Linked DNA regions of Oryzias latipes: region 2 is linked to region 1. The links are chromatin contacts, called in public Hi-C maps. All regions are on one chromosome and are shown on one strand. Each heading gives the region's core, a stretch centred on a gene start, on an enhancer-like site or on the middle of the called end of the contact. The rest is flanking DNA. Distances are from core to core; before and after follow the strand shown. Region 1 has its middle 11 kb from the start of nr2f1. Region 2 overlaps mctp1 (multiple C2 and transmembrane domain-containing protein 1).

The links. A called contact is a pair of places that touch in the nucleus more often than the background predicts.
Region 2: a contact with region 1 is called in a Hi-C map of embryo, with 2.9 times the contacts expected there. The contact joins two enhancer-like sites. A contact is called at or near these places in 2 of 5 Hi-C or Micro-C datasets (both in embryo).

The regions. Positions count from the first base shown.
Region 1 is chr9:15,627,744-15,631,556 of ASM223467v1, reverse strand. No RefSeq gene overlaps it. Among protein-coding and RNA genes, the nearest start is that of nr2f1, 11 kb to the right of the region's middle. Within about 2 kb of position 1,691, at least 3 of the 8 cell types and tissues checked have an H3K27ac peak or open chromatin away from gene starts, as enhancers often do. A contact at or near this core is called in embryo, where this site is marked.
Region 2 is chr9:15,988,907-15,992,686 of ASM223467v1, reverse strand. mctp1 (multiple C2 and transmembrane domain-containing protein 1) reads left to right here. Exons shown (of 21, transcript XM_020706013.2): 12 at 393-494; 13 at 959-1,033; 14 at 2,941-3,060. Among protein-coding and RNA genes, the nearest start is that of LOC111947903, 75 kb to the left of the region's middle. Within about 2 kb of position 1,621, at least 1 of the 8 cell types and tissues checked has an H3K27ac peak or open chromatin away from gene starts, as enhancers often do. A contact at or near this core is called in embryo, where this site is marked.

The DNA of each region.
Region 1 (3,813 bases), core at 442-2,941:
TTGTAATTTATGATGGGATGAGATGCTGGAAAAAGCAACAGGTTTTCCAGGATTTCCTCAACAGAACTTTCTGCGCACGAACCGAGTTTTTCTAATCATTTGGTGCAAATAAACATCTGGAATCTTAACAGAAAGAGCCAGAGGTTCCTCCTGAGCTGCTTGTTACATCCGATTCATCTTTAAAAAGCAAACATTTCCGGTCTTCCCTTCCCTGGTAGGTGCTGCGGTTTATTCCATCTACATGCAAACAGCTGTTGGACACGCGAGAAAAGTCACACGCTGAAGTTCAATGCCCGATTCATTTCTTGATACACACATGCAAGCCAGAACACCACCACGCAGACGCGCGCGCACACGCGCGCAGGCAGAGACGTCCACCGTCCTCCTCTCTTTTACGTATATCTCCCTCCTCCCATTTCTTTCACACTTTCCTCTCTCTTTCTCACTCACTCCCCCTGGCTTTATCCGTTTCAGTCCGAAGAACACACACGAACACTTTGTAAAACACACACACCCACACACACACTCACACTGAGAGGAAAGACAGGGAGGAAAAAATGAGAAGAACTGACACACAGGGAGATAAAGAGAGCGTCAAAATGAGCCTTACTTTTCTTTTTTTAAATCTTTTCCTGCCACGAATCTTCATCCACCCGTCGTTGACAGAGCTTGACTTGTTCCAACTGCGCGTTTTCCTCCGCGATGCTAAAAAGTCCGCAGTAAAGAAGCGCTTTAATTAATACATTTCTGGGCTGTGTCCCGAACCCAAAAGCTTTAGAGAGGGGAGAGGAGTGCAGATTGAGACATATTGAGCCCGCTTTAAAAGGATCATTTCATCATGTGGGTGGTTGGGACACACAAAGTTTGGACCCGTGACTGGCATTCCGGAGAGACATGCATATTTTAAAACAACAAAGCAAGACAGAGACCGGGGGCCCCGGGGTGGGAGGGGAGAAAACTTAGCACCAAGTTACTATCAGATGAACAGCTGTCATTGTTGGGCCAGACTTGAGTGCGTATTAAGATAGAGTTGTCTGAAAAAACACTAAAACATGTCAAACCGTTTCTTTAAATTGCATTTCAACTCCTACAAAATATTAATCTATTTGTTTAAAAAATGCACACAACTGAAAAAAACGACATTTTTTAAGTAGCTACAAATGTTACTTAGATTTGTAAAAAGTTCAAACATTTGCAAAAGTTTTTTTCTCTTAATGTAATAAAGTCAGTGCAAACTTCTGAATGGAAGTTTTATTTTCTTTCACGAGCACTCCAAACAGATTCCTTACCCTTAGAATACCTAAGTAATAGAAGTTAATGTTGCACTTTACAACGTCTCCATCCATTTTGTCACGTCACACACAATTGTATCTCTCTCAAGCAAAGCCAGTGTGCTTAGCGCTGTCACTTTTGCACAGCTTTTACAACTTCACCCCCCTCCCTCTGGTTTTTTTCTCTTTCTTTCTGCCTTACTATAAGCTTTTTTCCCTTCTTTCTTTTGCGAGGGGTCCATTCTCGCGAAAGGAGTGGAGAGGGCATAAATAAAATGTGCTGGCTGTGACGAGAGATCTGTCCGCTGGAAATGAAGGGCCAGGGGGGAAGAAGACAAAGGGGGGAAAATGCATGCAGTGGTGTAGAGCTGGATATCTCTGTTAGTTGTCAGCGTTTAGTCCATGGCTGTGGAATGCTAATGAGTGAGGTCTCTTTCCCTCTCTCTCTCCATCTCTCTGTCTTTAAGCCCCCTCCTCCTTCCCGCCACCCCGCCTTCTCGTTCTCTCAGGGAGAAAAAGCGGATCGATAACTGACCCAATGGTTTTGGCCAATGCTTTATTTATCTCGCCAGGCAATGATATTATCAGCCTTGGACGTTATATACAGCAAACGTCTTCCTAAATCAACACAAAGAGATCCGCTTACACAGCGGATCTCTCCCTCTCTTCTCTCCCTCCAACACGCTGACGTACCGTAGACACGCGCTTTTTACGCACGGGCTTTCAAGGAACGTGTCCGCGCACAAACGCAGGCAAATATCTTCCTAACGTATGAAAAATTATCCCATTACTCTGCGCACAATCGTGGTGGCGGCTGCGCGTGCACAAAGGCGCGTGGGCGCGCGCGTAAGCAGGGAGGCTTTCCCTTGTGTTACATTCACGGCTATGGGCTCATTTGTTACCCTGAAGGCCTGGATTTTATCCATGGCTTCAAGGTTGCCGATGCGGTCTGCGGACAGACCCCACGATATGCCTCCACATCAACTGCTTATATTTCCAATAACGCAAAAAACTCAGACCTGATGCTGAAAGACACCAGATATTTCCGATAAATGCCTTTAATTTATAACATTAGTCTTCGCCGTGCGTTCAAAGCCATTTTACAAGCTTGCGTGAATGAGCTTCGCAGCAAACACGGCAGAGCACTTGTCCTGCTCGCGTTGTCATCATTTTTACGCGCAAGACAACATGAGAAATAAGCCATGTCACACTTCAGAGGGGATCCCATTCATACTCTCAGCCTCTATTTGGAAATAGTTATTGTCTCAAACAACAGTATTTGTCAATGTGACCGGCATAGCCGGGAAGCTATAAGTGAAATGTAGTGACGTGTGACGCCAATAGGACGTTTCCGCTGCTGCAGAACACAGGCGCTTTGCATTGAGTTTTTTTTCTTTTCTTTTTTTGGTGAAATAGGCCCGCTGACAACTTAGGATAATAAATGTTTCGCTTTCAGACAGATATCCCAAACGTGAAATCGCACCCAGCTGCTTGTGTAAAGCAAACAAATAGCCCCCTGTGTTAGGAGCCCTCCACTTGTGGTTTGATGAATGAAAGCAGACAAAGGTAAATGGTTCTTTAACTCATTTTGCAGCAACACTTTGGTAACAAGAGTTTCCGATATTACAGAGACACGAATGGAGCCTACAGTGTACCACACATATCCATCTCTCTTACGCACAGCGCTTCTGGGGCAAACTGACGGCGCCTTTACTTTTCTCCTTGTAGACAATTTTCTCTTATTTCTTTTGTGTGATTAATGGTAATTGACGCTGTCGGCAGATTGAAAAATAAAGAAAATACTGCTGTTATTTAAAGCACATCATCGGGATGTTTGAAATATTACATCATACGCTGTCAAAGAGAGGAGGAAGGAAATTAGTCTGCTGCTTAAAACACATTTTTACTTTCTTAGAGTCCTCGTGTGTTTTGCTTGTATTGCCTCGACTGAAACGTTAATTAGGAACACATGGCACCATTTCATTTGTTTTTCAACCACTGCTTTATATAGCCTGCAGGGTTACAATTGTATAACAGAACGCTCTCAGCTAGAAGATAAAGGATAGTTACTCTGGAGGGATTCAGCATATGTGGAGACAAGCAGCTGAAATCTGAATGGAATAAACTAGCATTAGTCCGAAGCCACGAAAACTGTTGGGAAGTCACGCACTATTAGAAAAAATATATAAATCCCAATTTAAAGAAGATGATTATGATTTCTTTTAGATAAAAAAAAACATTTTTTATTAAGTAATGGTTTGTTTGGAGACAGAAACCTTCTGTTTTGTCTTCATTTTGCAAATCTGCAGTTGAATGAGCACTTTATGTATTTATTTTTGTTCGACCCTCCTCGGTTCAGATCATCTTATATCCAGCCAGGAGCAACATTTAGAAAGGGGAAAAGCCCATTAGGTTGTTATTTTGAAACTGTATCGTGACCTAACGCTCCGAGAGAATCATCACATCCACAACAAGGAAACGACAATCCAATCTGCAAAAGCACCAGCTGCGTACTCGTCGATTTGAAGCCACAAATGTGCGG
Region 2 (3,780 bases), core at 372-2,871, 360 kb before region 1:
AAAAAAGTCAAAAGAAAAAAAAAGATTGATAGCTGAGAAGATGGAAAGTAAGTGGGGGGGAGATGAGATGAAAATGACGCTGATGGAGAGATGAAAAATCCGATTTGGAAAAAAGAAAAGTGTCTCTCATATTTGGTAAAAATATAGATTGCCTGTGAAAGAACTGCGTAGCTCATATATCTTTGCTCTGCTGTACTGTATGATTCCCCAGGATAGTTAATTTCTATTTGACAGAACAGAGCTGCAGTGGGTAATGAACAGGTACTTGTCAGAGTTGCCACAGTTGTTTTGGGTTCCCTGTCAGCGCCAGCAGCTGGGGTTCAAAGGTGGCCCGAGGAGCCGATTCAGCCGGGTATTGCCAGACAGACGCCTGTCATGTCCCTCTCCCACAGATCCAAAATGGAGAACGCAAAGCCTATGCCTTGAAAAGCAAGGAGCTGACAGGGCCAACAAAAGGGGTCATCTTTCTCGAAATAGACGTGATTTTTAATGCTGTAAGTCTCTTTTTTTTTTTTTTTCCCCGAGTCCCCTCCCTGATTTTTCTTAATAGCCCCCCCTTATTATCCTCTCATTCGCATCCTCTCTTGTTATGCCCAGCTCCCCCCCCCCTTTTTTTTAACCACTGTTGTCTTTATTCTGTTTTTTCTCCCCCCTCCTCTACTCCCATCTCATCCTTCGTCCCCTGTCCCACGTCCTCATTTTGGCTTTAATTATCGAAAGCTCCCTCTCAGCAGCCTTTGTTTGCCCATTCCTCATCGCTGTGTGTGTCCTACAGCGGCCATCTTGAAGCTCTGCCTCCTGCTCTCTCTAGCCCCTGACATGGCTTGATCCATGCATGTGCTGCTATGTTATCCCGCCTCCCAATTTTTAAAAAAATTCCTTCTAAATAAAAGCATTGTTTCTCACAAGCCAGTATGCTGATCTTTACACTGCTGTGTCTGTTTACTCCACGATCCAGGTGAAGGCTGGTCTCAACACGCTGACTCCTCCAGAGCAAAAGTATATTGAAGAAGAGCAAAGAGTGTCCAAACAGGTAGATCAGCAGTCGCCTTCTTCTGTTCAACTGTCTGAAATAAAACCAGCGAATGGCACCTTGTAAAGCACGACAGTCCTGAAGGCAAAATGCGACGGAATGATTGAAGGAAAAACAGCACATTGTTGCTATTTTTCATCCCTCCACTACCCCTTCTCTCATCTCTTTCCCCTCGCATCCACTCTGAGTGGTGAATAGAAATGTCAAGCTGTCAGCTCTGGGGTGCATAAGTAGATTGGCCATCCTCATAGTTGGCCCTCTTTGCCACTGCTGCTTTGCACTTCATTGTCACGCTGCTCAGTGTGGCGGCACCACAAAAGGATGAATGGTAGGGGCTGGCCCGCATCAGACGTGTCATATGAGTGGCCGTTCGGGCTCAGCAGTCAATGTTACGCCATGCGCAGCCGAGCACAGCCCTGCCCAACACAGCTCGGCACACACACGGCAGCTCCCATACCACCCTTTTGTCATCCCTCCATCCACCCTTCTGTCCCCGCTGTCCCTGCCTCCACTGCAGCTCTCTACCTCATCCCGCTCTGCGCCTCTCTCCTTTTTTTCTTCCGTCTCACCCCTGACTCACAGAGATGACCCATGTCAGCGTCTCGCAATGATGATGTCACTGGCTGCTTTGGAGGGATTGCCCCATGAGGGCTTCTTTGTGTGGTAGCAGCTCCCCCGATGGTGCGCTTTTTGGTGTGCCGTCTCACTCTGAAAGAAAAAGCAAAAAAAAAAAAAACAAAAGAGAGAAAGCATGTGCTGTCTGTCAAATTCAAGCGTTAAACTGCAATTAGGACATCTGACTCAATAAATTACTTCACCACTTTTCTAAGTGTCTTCTAAGTTAAAGCCTTTGATATGACATAATTTGAGAAATATAAGGTGCGTATCTAGGCAATAATAAGCAACGAATGGAAGAACGTATACATGAAGATCATGAGGAATGCAAACAATGGATGATTTGCACTTTTACTGTGCCCAGGGTTTGTGTTTCAGAAAGGCAACATGAGAGTCAAAGTGAAATGCATAATTAGTCTGCGTGAAGTTAAAGACGTTTTCTTTTTCACCTTGTTAGCCAAATGACAAGAAAATACAAACTAGACTCACTATGCATAAAACTTATCTTTTTAACATCTGTAAAGTAAAAGATTGATATTTTTTTTATTACTATTCCCATTTAAACAGCTATCTAGATAGACTTTTTGTTTTGTTTCAGGAGGATTTTTCTTCCTTCCTTCTGGTGGTGACCTGATTGGGTGCTTTGCGTTCTCCGCTTTTATGCTGCAAATGGTTGGCAGCCCAGTGGGGTGGCAGGAGTTAGCCAGTTTTCTCTCATCTCTGGCCAAATTCCTGGAGAACATGCAGGGAGGAAAATCCATAGACATTGTAGGAGACTATCATCATTGTAGTAAACCTTATCACTGGGAGAGGCAACTTAGCGGGAACGCAGTGCCAGCTTGCTGTGGTAACTGTTGTCTTCTACTGATCCACATCCAAATATAGCCCTTTCATTTATGTAAACAAGTCCTTATATCACCAACGGTCTCATTGAAAGTCCTGTATATTTATGTCTAGATTTAAAATCCTTTCTAAAAGTATTAATTGTAACAGAAAAAGTCCCAAGATTACGCTCATGCCAATAAATATCTATTTATTGCAGATCTATTATCACAAATGTCTGCATTAGAAAAAGTTTTATCAGGTTTTGTTTTGTTTGCATGTGCTTCAGTTTAATAAACCAACATTTTTAGAGCTCTCATAGATAATTATTGTAGTTCTGTAGCCTCTCAAGGTTTTAGGATTTGAGTTTAGACAATAAAAACATTCCTAATGTAAAATACTGAAGTTTTCATTGCTGTGGTGCATTTTTAAGCTCTTATTCAGTATTAACAATTGTTTTCTTTCTACAGTTACTTTTGCACAACTTCAACCGGGTCCGACGCTGCATCATGTTCCTGATCAACACAGGCTGCTACATTAACAGCTGCTTCGAATGGGACTCTCCGCAGAGGAGCATCTGTGCTTTTGTGGTGCGTAGACGTTGCACATTTTCACCTGCACACACGCTTCCCAAGCACACGCAAACGCATTTCATTTCTGCTAATAAAGTAGAGATCCTTCACTGCTAATTTTACACTTTTAACACAAGATACTTCTAATGTTTCGAGCACAGTAAAAAGGGGCGGGGTATGAAAATAATTACTCACATCGTAAAAATAATGTGCCAGCCAGTGGATCTTGTAACTAGCTGCTCAGAGGCATTAAAAAATGCGCACACTTTGTATGAGAGCACTTAGGTCTGAAAATATCTAATTTAGTGGATTCTTCATTTTCATCTTCTTCATGCTTTGCCTTTAAATTAGGCTGCCTTTTCTGTATATCATTGAGAACTTCAATCTTTATGCTTTCTTAAAATTTGTTATCAGTTTTTGTTTGAAATAATGTTATACTTTTTATTATATCATAAAACTCTTATTGTATTTTTATTTTATTTTTTATATTTTGTATTAGTCTTGTATTAATGGGGAATCTATGCAAATATTGGTGAAACTGTGTCAACTTGTAAAAACAAAATGGACTTATTAAATTTGCTGTTGCAACACATGTAAAGCATAATCAGATTTGTTTTTCTTTTCCACTTTGCCCATATTGTCTTAAAAGCACCTTATGGCAAAAGTTTAAGTTGACATTTCCTTGCTAAAAATGAGTACGAACTGGGTGTTGAAACTTGAACATAATTGACCCTTTGA